Regions from separate parts of the Zea mays genome. Here region 2 is linked to region 1. The links are chromatin contacts, called in public Hi-C maps. All regions are on one chromosome and are shown on one strand. The core of a region is the stretch at or near the end of the contact, and the rest is flanking DNA. Distances in the headings are between cores, read along the strand shown.

What was found. A called contact is a pair of places that touch in the nucleus more often than the background predicts.
Region 2: a contact with region 1 is called in a Hi-C map of endosperm, with 2.7 times the contacts expected there. The contact joins the promoter of LOC100282023 here to the promoter of LOC107457590 in region 1. A contact is called at or near these places in 4 of 25 Hi-C or Micro-C datasets (ear, endosperm, leaf and 1 more).

The regions. Positions count from the first base shown.
Region 1 is chr6:125,790,013-125,792,877 of Zm-B73-REFERENCE-NAM-5.0, reverse strand. It overlaps LOC107457590 (ARM repeat superfamily protein), which reads right to left and starts at 1,376. Exons shown (of 5, transcript NM_001321602.1): 1 at 301-1,376; 2 at 104-218. The coding sequence starts at 1,080.
Region 2 is chr6:125,924,060-125,926,924 of Zm-B73-REFERENCE-NAM-5.0, reverse strand. LOC100282023 (peptide methionine sulfoxide reductase msrB) reads right to left here and starts at 1,409. Exons shown (of 5, transcript NM_001154936.2): 1 at 1,079-1,409. The coding sequence starts at 1,310.

The sequences.
Region 1 (2,865 bases), core at 127-2,626:
TACGGTATGCAGTTCAAACCCCCAACCAAGCACATACCTTAATTCACCCAAATAGCAAAAGGGGGGAAAATAGTGACTAGACCCTCATGAATAGCCGCATCACCTGTGAGAGAAGATCTAGACTGGGACGATGGTAAGGAGCAGACCTCCTCATCCAAATCCGGGATCTCCTTCCATGCTTCGATCAACCGGTTCATGGACTCGCGCACTATTTTCACCTGCATTGTGCCAAGAAGGTGTCAGAATCGTCAAGAAGCCGCAGCAGATCTACGAGGATGCCGAAGATCTCATGCGCCCGACCTTATCAAATCTCTTGGCTTCGAAGACGGTAATGCAGGAAGATTTGTGTGAGACGAGGTCGTCTCCGTGCTCGAGGGCCAACAAAGCGAGCGCCTCGGCGGCAGCCTTCCTGGCGGCCCAATCGTCGGCAGTGAGCGCGTCGCGGAGGCAAGGCACGGCGGCGGAGGCGGCTCCACCGCCGGAGGCTGCCGAGGCAGCGCCGATGAGGGAGATGAGCGCGGGCTTGGCCTTGAACGCCGCGCTGCGGAGGAGCTTGTAGAGGCGCGGGAGGAGCCCCCGGAGGTACGCGGCGAGGTCGTCGGTGGGCTCCGAGGCCTCGACGGCGGCGGCGGCGGCGAGCGCGGCGGCCAGCTGCGCGCACTGGTCCTGCTCGTGGAGCACGGCGTCGGCGAGCGGGGCCAGCGCCGCGGGAGGCGACGCCGCGGCGCCCGCCGCGGCGCGGGCCGCGTCGACGAGCGCGGCGCGCACGGAGGAGTCCGGGTCCCGGACGCGGCGCAGCGCGGCGGCCAGGAGCCTGGGCACGAGCGGCGCGACGGCGTCCCGCGGGTGCTCCCCGGCGACGAGCGCCAGCAGCCGGAGCGAGTGCCGCCGCAGCGGCGTCCTGTCGGTGGGCCGCGCGTCGGAGACCGCGGCCACGAACACCGGCAGCTCGTCGGCGTCCAGCTCGCGCGCGATCGCGTCCAGCTCCGCCGCGGCCATCGCCTCCGTGTCCCGGTCCGAGAGGCGCAGCAGGCAGCGGTTCACGCGCTGCTTCATGGGCTCCCTCGGCGCAGGGCCCATGGTTTCCTACTACTTGGTAATGTAGCCTCGATGCTCCGACAGGAGCGGTGTCGACACGGCGGAGTCCGAGCCGTCGTGGGCTCTGCGCAGGTAGGTACTCCTACTTGGGTGTAGGAAGGTAGGTGGCTTGGAGAGTGGGAGTCCGGAGAGGCAGGCGGCGAAGCGGGGACGATGGCGTGGCGGGTACTAATAGCTCGTGGAAGGGATGGGTGCCTGGCTGCCTGCCGGGTAGGAGAGGGAGGCCGCAGGGGCAGGGCGCAGGACGGAAGGGGAAGAGATGAGATCTTGGGAGTTGGGAGTGGACTGCGTTGCGCTGTGCATTAATTAATTGTCTTTTTTCAGCAGAGTAGTATTTCGATGCCATCTGCTGGATGCTTTTTTTGGTATCACATCACTATAGCAGTATTGGTGCCATTTCTGGAGATGTGTTTACACGGAGTCATCTGTGGACGCTTATTCTATTTTTTATTTTAATTTTCACAACGTCTACGGCGTGTTTATTGTGACAGAACAATATTTTGGAGGCTCCTTTATTCGAACTCAACCTTAATTTCTGGGCTCCAGTTGGGCACACTATACTACTCCTCTCCTACTCCTAGCAAGATTGGTTGGTGTTCGATGTGACAAACGGTGAAAAATGCGAGTGTGAGAGCAGCTACAATCCTCCAGATATTTCTTTTTGGTAGGTCACGAGTAGTTATTGTGCCCCCCCCCCCCCCCCCCCCTCCTTAGGCCAATGTCGTGTTTATGGAAGAAGTGTCAGCTAGCATTAGACTAGATTTTAGCACAGCTGGAGCGGTAATGAATTACGATTTAAATAATTTTTTCAACGTTTGTTTGATCCTTTAATTAATCTTAGTTGAAAAATAAAGATAAATAGAGCTCAATCTAAATATGATCTTATACTTAAATTTTATAGTGTAAAATTTAGAGCTTATTACTATCTCTAAACATAACCAGACAACCAACTAATAATAAAGTTTGTATGATGACAGCAATGAGAGAGCTTTCCTGGTAAGAGGTCATTCGACAAGAAATACTTTCCATTATGATTCATAATGCCTTCTCAACGACATAACTTCTAAGGCTATCTCTAGCACCTTACTCAACAACATATCCATATAGACCATATTCAAACTCAACTCTGCGAACAGTACAATCTACAGGATAAAATAATGTTTAAAGATACAGATTAAAACAAAGAAAATACTTATTACCGCTATAAACATTAAACAATGTTTAAAGATACAGATTAAAACAAAGAAAATACTTATTACCGCTATAAACATTAAACAATGTTTAAAGATACAGATTAAAACAAAGAAATTACTTATTACCACTATTAATAATAGGTCATAAGATGATAAAAAAAATCACAGGACAACGGTGTTTTACATCAAAGCAGATAGTAATATTTTTTTAAAAAAAATAGTGGAGACCAGAAGCTCGTATCGTATGTATACTGAATCCTATCAATGCGCACACAGGTGTCCTACCTCTGCAGTCATAAGATGATAACAAAAATAATCACACCACTCGTTTCGGATTAAAGCCGTTTATACTGCTACAACTATATTCTATAGAGACAAAAACAGCGTAGAAATAGTAGATTAAAACCAAACGAAATGTTATCTACCACTACTGCCGCTAAAACAATACTCCTGACAATAAATAAGTACACTTTGAGACTAAACAAACCGTCCGTTTTGAGTCCCCGCATTTTAGACGAAACAAACCATCCATCTTTGCCATATCATTCATTTTTTCTCAAACAAAGATACTCCT
Region 2 (2,865 bases), core at 160-2,659, 130 kb before region 1:
AGCAGCCCCTCCGCATTTGCGGGAGAAGGCTTACCTCGGTTTATCCCTTCTAAAACCCCATCCATGTGAGAGCCTCTAGCACTGAGTCTGCCCTAGTTTGTTGCCTTTTGACATTGCCACTTCATTTCTCTTGATGCAAGATTTCATGACTTGTCTGGAAAAGGGCATCAATCATGTAAGTTTAAATCCCAGAAGCATTTCCGCACTATCGCCTTTTAATATCTTTGGGACAGATAAAAGAATATGCTGCTTGTGCTACCTGTTCCCCTTAGTTAAAACAAAATCAGAATATTTTTGATAATCTGAACCTATGTTATCAATTATGAGTTCCCTTGGAAGAGTAAGGGAAGGGGGCTAATAGTAGCCCCGTTTGAATGCACTAGAGCTAACAGTTAGCTACCTAAAAAGTTGCTAGTAAAATTAGTTGACTAACAAATAGTTGTAGCTAAATATTAGCTAATTTTAGCTGGGTTGAACCAGCTAATAACTAATGGGTAGTTGAGGGTGTAGCTAATAATTAATTGGACTATTAGCTGGGGGTGTTTTGATGTCTCCAACTAAAAGTAGCTAATAGCCAAACTATTAGTTGTGTTGTTTGGATGTCTCTATCTACTTGCAACTAACTATTAGCTGTAGTGCATTCAAGCGGGCCTAAATCCGTGTGAACTTATGACAAACAATTAGGTTTGTTGCCTTGTGATACCTACCACCATTTTCATCCATTGTTGCCCCAATAAATTGGCACGGTTCTCAAATCAAGTATTCAATTCCTATTCCAAGTCCGGAACTGAAGTAGGAGCCTAGGAGGGCTACTGTCTGGTTTGCCACAATTAGACTCAGGAAATAAGTGGTTGCCCGCAGAGGTTAATCAACATCAGTTCTTATTCCCCTCGCATCGGTGTTCATCATCCAATACAATTTATATGTAACCCGGGAATCTAAAGTCATCCACATCGGGGGAAACCCGTCGAATCCAACTTCTCCAAACACCGAAGGCAGATAGAAGTGGAACACGCTGTATAATCATTTGCGGTAGAAAAATACGGAAGTTAGAAGAGGCGAGAAAACCGCAGGGCACCTTGGGTTTGTCCTGAAGGCGTGTGCGGCGACGGGGATTGGGACGACGACGGCGCGGAGCCCATGGCGCAGACGGCGCGGAGCCTGCAGGTGTACCCTCCACCGCGGACCCACGCTCCTACCGGCCTCAGACGCGCCGAGGGGAGCGCCGCGGCTGTGAAGGAAAAGGAGGGGGAGAGGTCTCGCGATCCTGTTCTGACCACGGAGGCAGCTGTGGAGCACCGGGCCGCCATCGGTCAGGTTTTGTGACACCGAGCTCTGATGCTTGTTGGATGGCGCACCACCGATGCTGGTAATAACTACACAACAGTGCGTGCAGCCAGGCGCAGCCTGTGGGGTTGTTTCCGTGGTTAGCGATGGAGAGACGTGGCCGAGCAGCATCGGCACACCGCAAACGCGTAGGGATGTAACGGGAATTTATCGTCGGGTTTTAGCTCTTCCTTCCTGTTCCCTCGACAAAAAAAATTCCCGTAAAGATCCCCACGAATACTTGTGGAGAACGTTTCTTCTCTATCTTTATTATCTGCAGGGATAAATCCTTATCGAAGATCTTATCCTGCTTAAATTATAATTAGATTTGTCTTTATTTGTTATTAATATAAAACATTCTCACTTATACACATTGTTAGATGTAAAAATTATTGTATGTACATTAAAATGAACGTATTTATATATATTTGTATAACGAATGATCTCTTACTAAGATAATTATTTATTTTTATCATTAACTATTATATAAAAATATTGTCAAATGTAAGTTTAACGGGTTCTTGTTTATCCGTCGGAAGAGAATTTTTTTCGTTTATATCTCTCCAGGGAAGAAACTTCCTCATCCTATCCTCTAAAGACTAGTTTGGGAACTCATTTTCCCAAAAATTTTAGGAAAATGAACTAACTTACCTTGAGAAAATGACCCCTCGAAAAATAAGGTTTTCAAACTAGCCATAATACAAAAATTCCCTGCGAGGAATCAATGATCGGGTCCTGTTGGCATCTCTAAGCACGCAGCTGGGGCGTAAGCGCCCAGAAAAAAACAGGAAGAACGTTCGGCTCGGTTCTGCATTGGAACAAAACGCTCCCACAGTTTGTAATATTATTTGTCTACATTTAGGGCATGTTTGTTTACCTCCGTGGATTATATAATCTGGATTATTTTTGGAGGATTATATAATCTGGATTATATAATCTGAGTAGTCTTATTTGTTTACCCAGATTATTTGAGTTGTTAATAGGATTCTTTTGTATGAGGAAGACAAGAATGCCCTCTATATTTGTACTAGGTTGAAACTCATATATGAAAAAAAATAATTCAATTGACATTAGCAAATATTGCATTAGCAATATTATCACGGAAGGCATTCATGTCACCTTCTTCATCTCCAAATTGACTAGTACTAGGCGCAAAAACGATTCGGTGGATTATAATGGCAATGGTGGGTAATTTCTAGGAAACTTGAAAGGGTAGTGGGGAAGTGGGAAAAAAATAATCTGAAATAAGCACATCCTCACTTGCTTATGGATTAGCATAATCCAAGAGGTTAGATTATATAATCTGGGTAAATAAGCTGGACTGTTTGTTTGCCTCTTAGGATTATTTAATCCAGATTATATAATCTGGGGGGTAAACAAACAGGCCCTTAAAACAAAACATATCATGCATTCATGCATGGTGGGTACGAACAAAAAAATGTGTTTGATAATTGGAAATGGTGTTGATAACTTCGATTCATCATATATTTTCCTCCATATCTACTATTTACAACATTTTGAATTTGTCTTGGCACACAA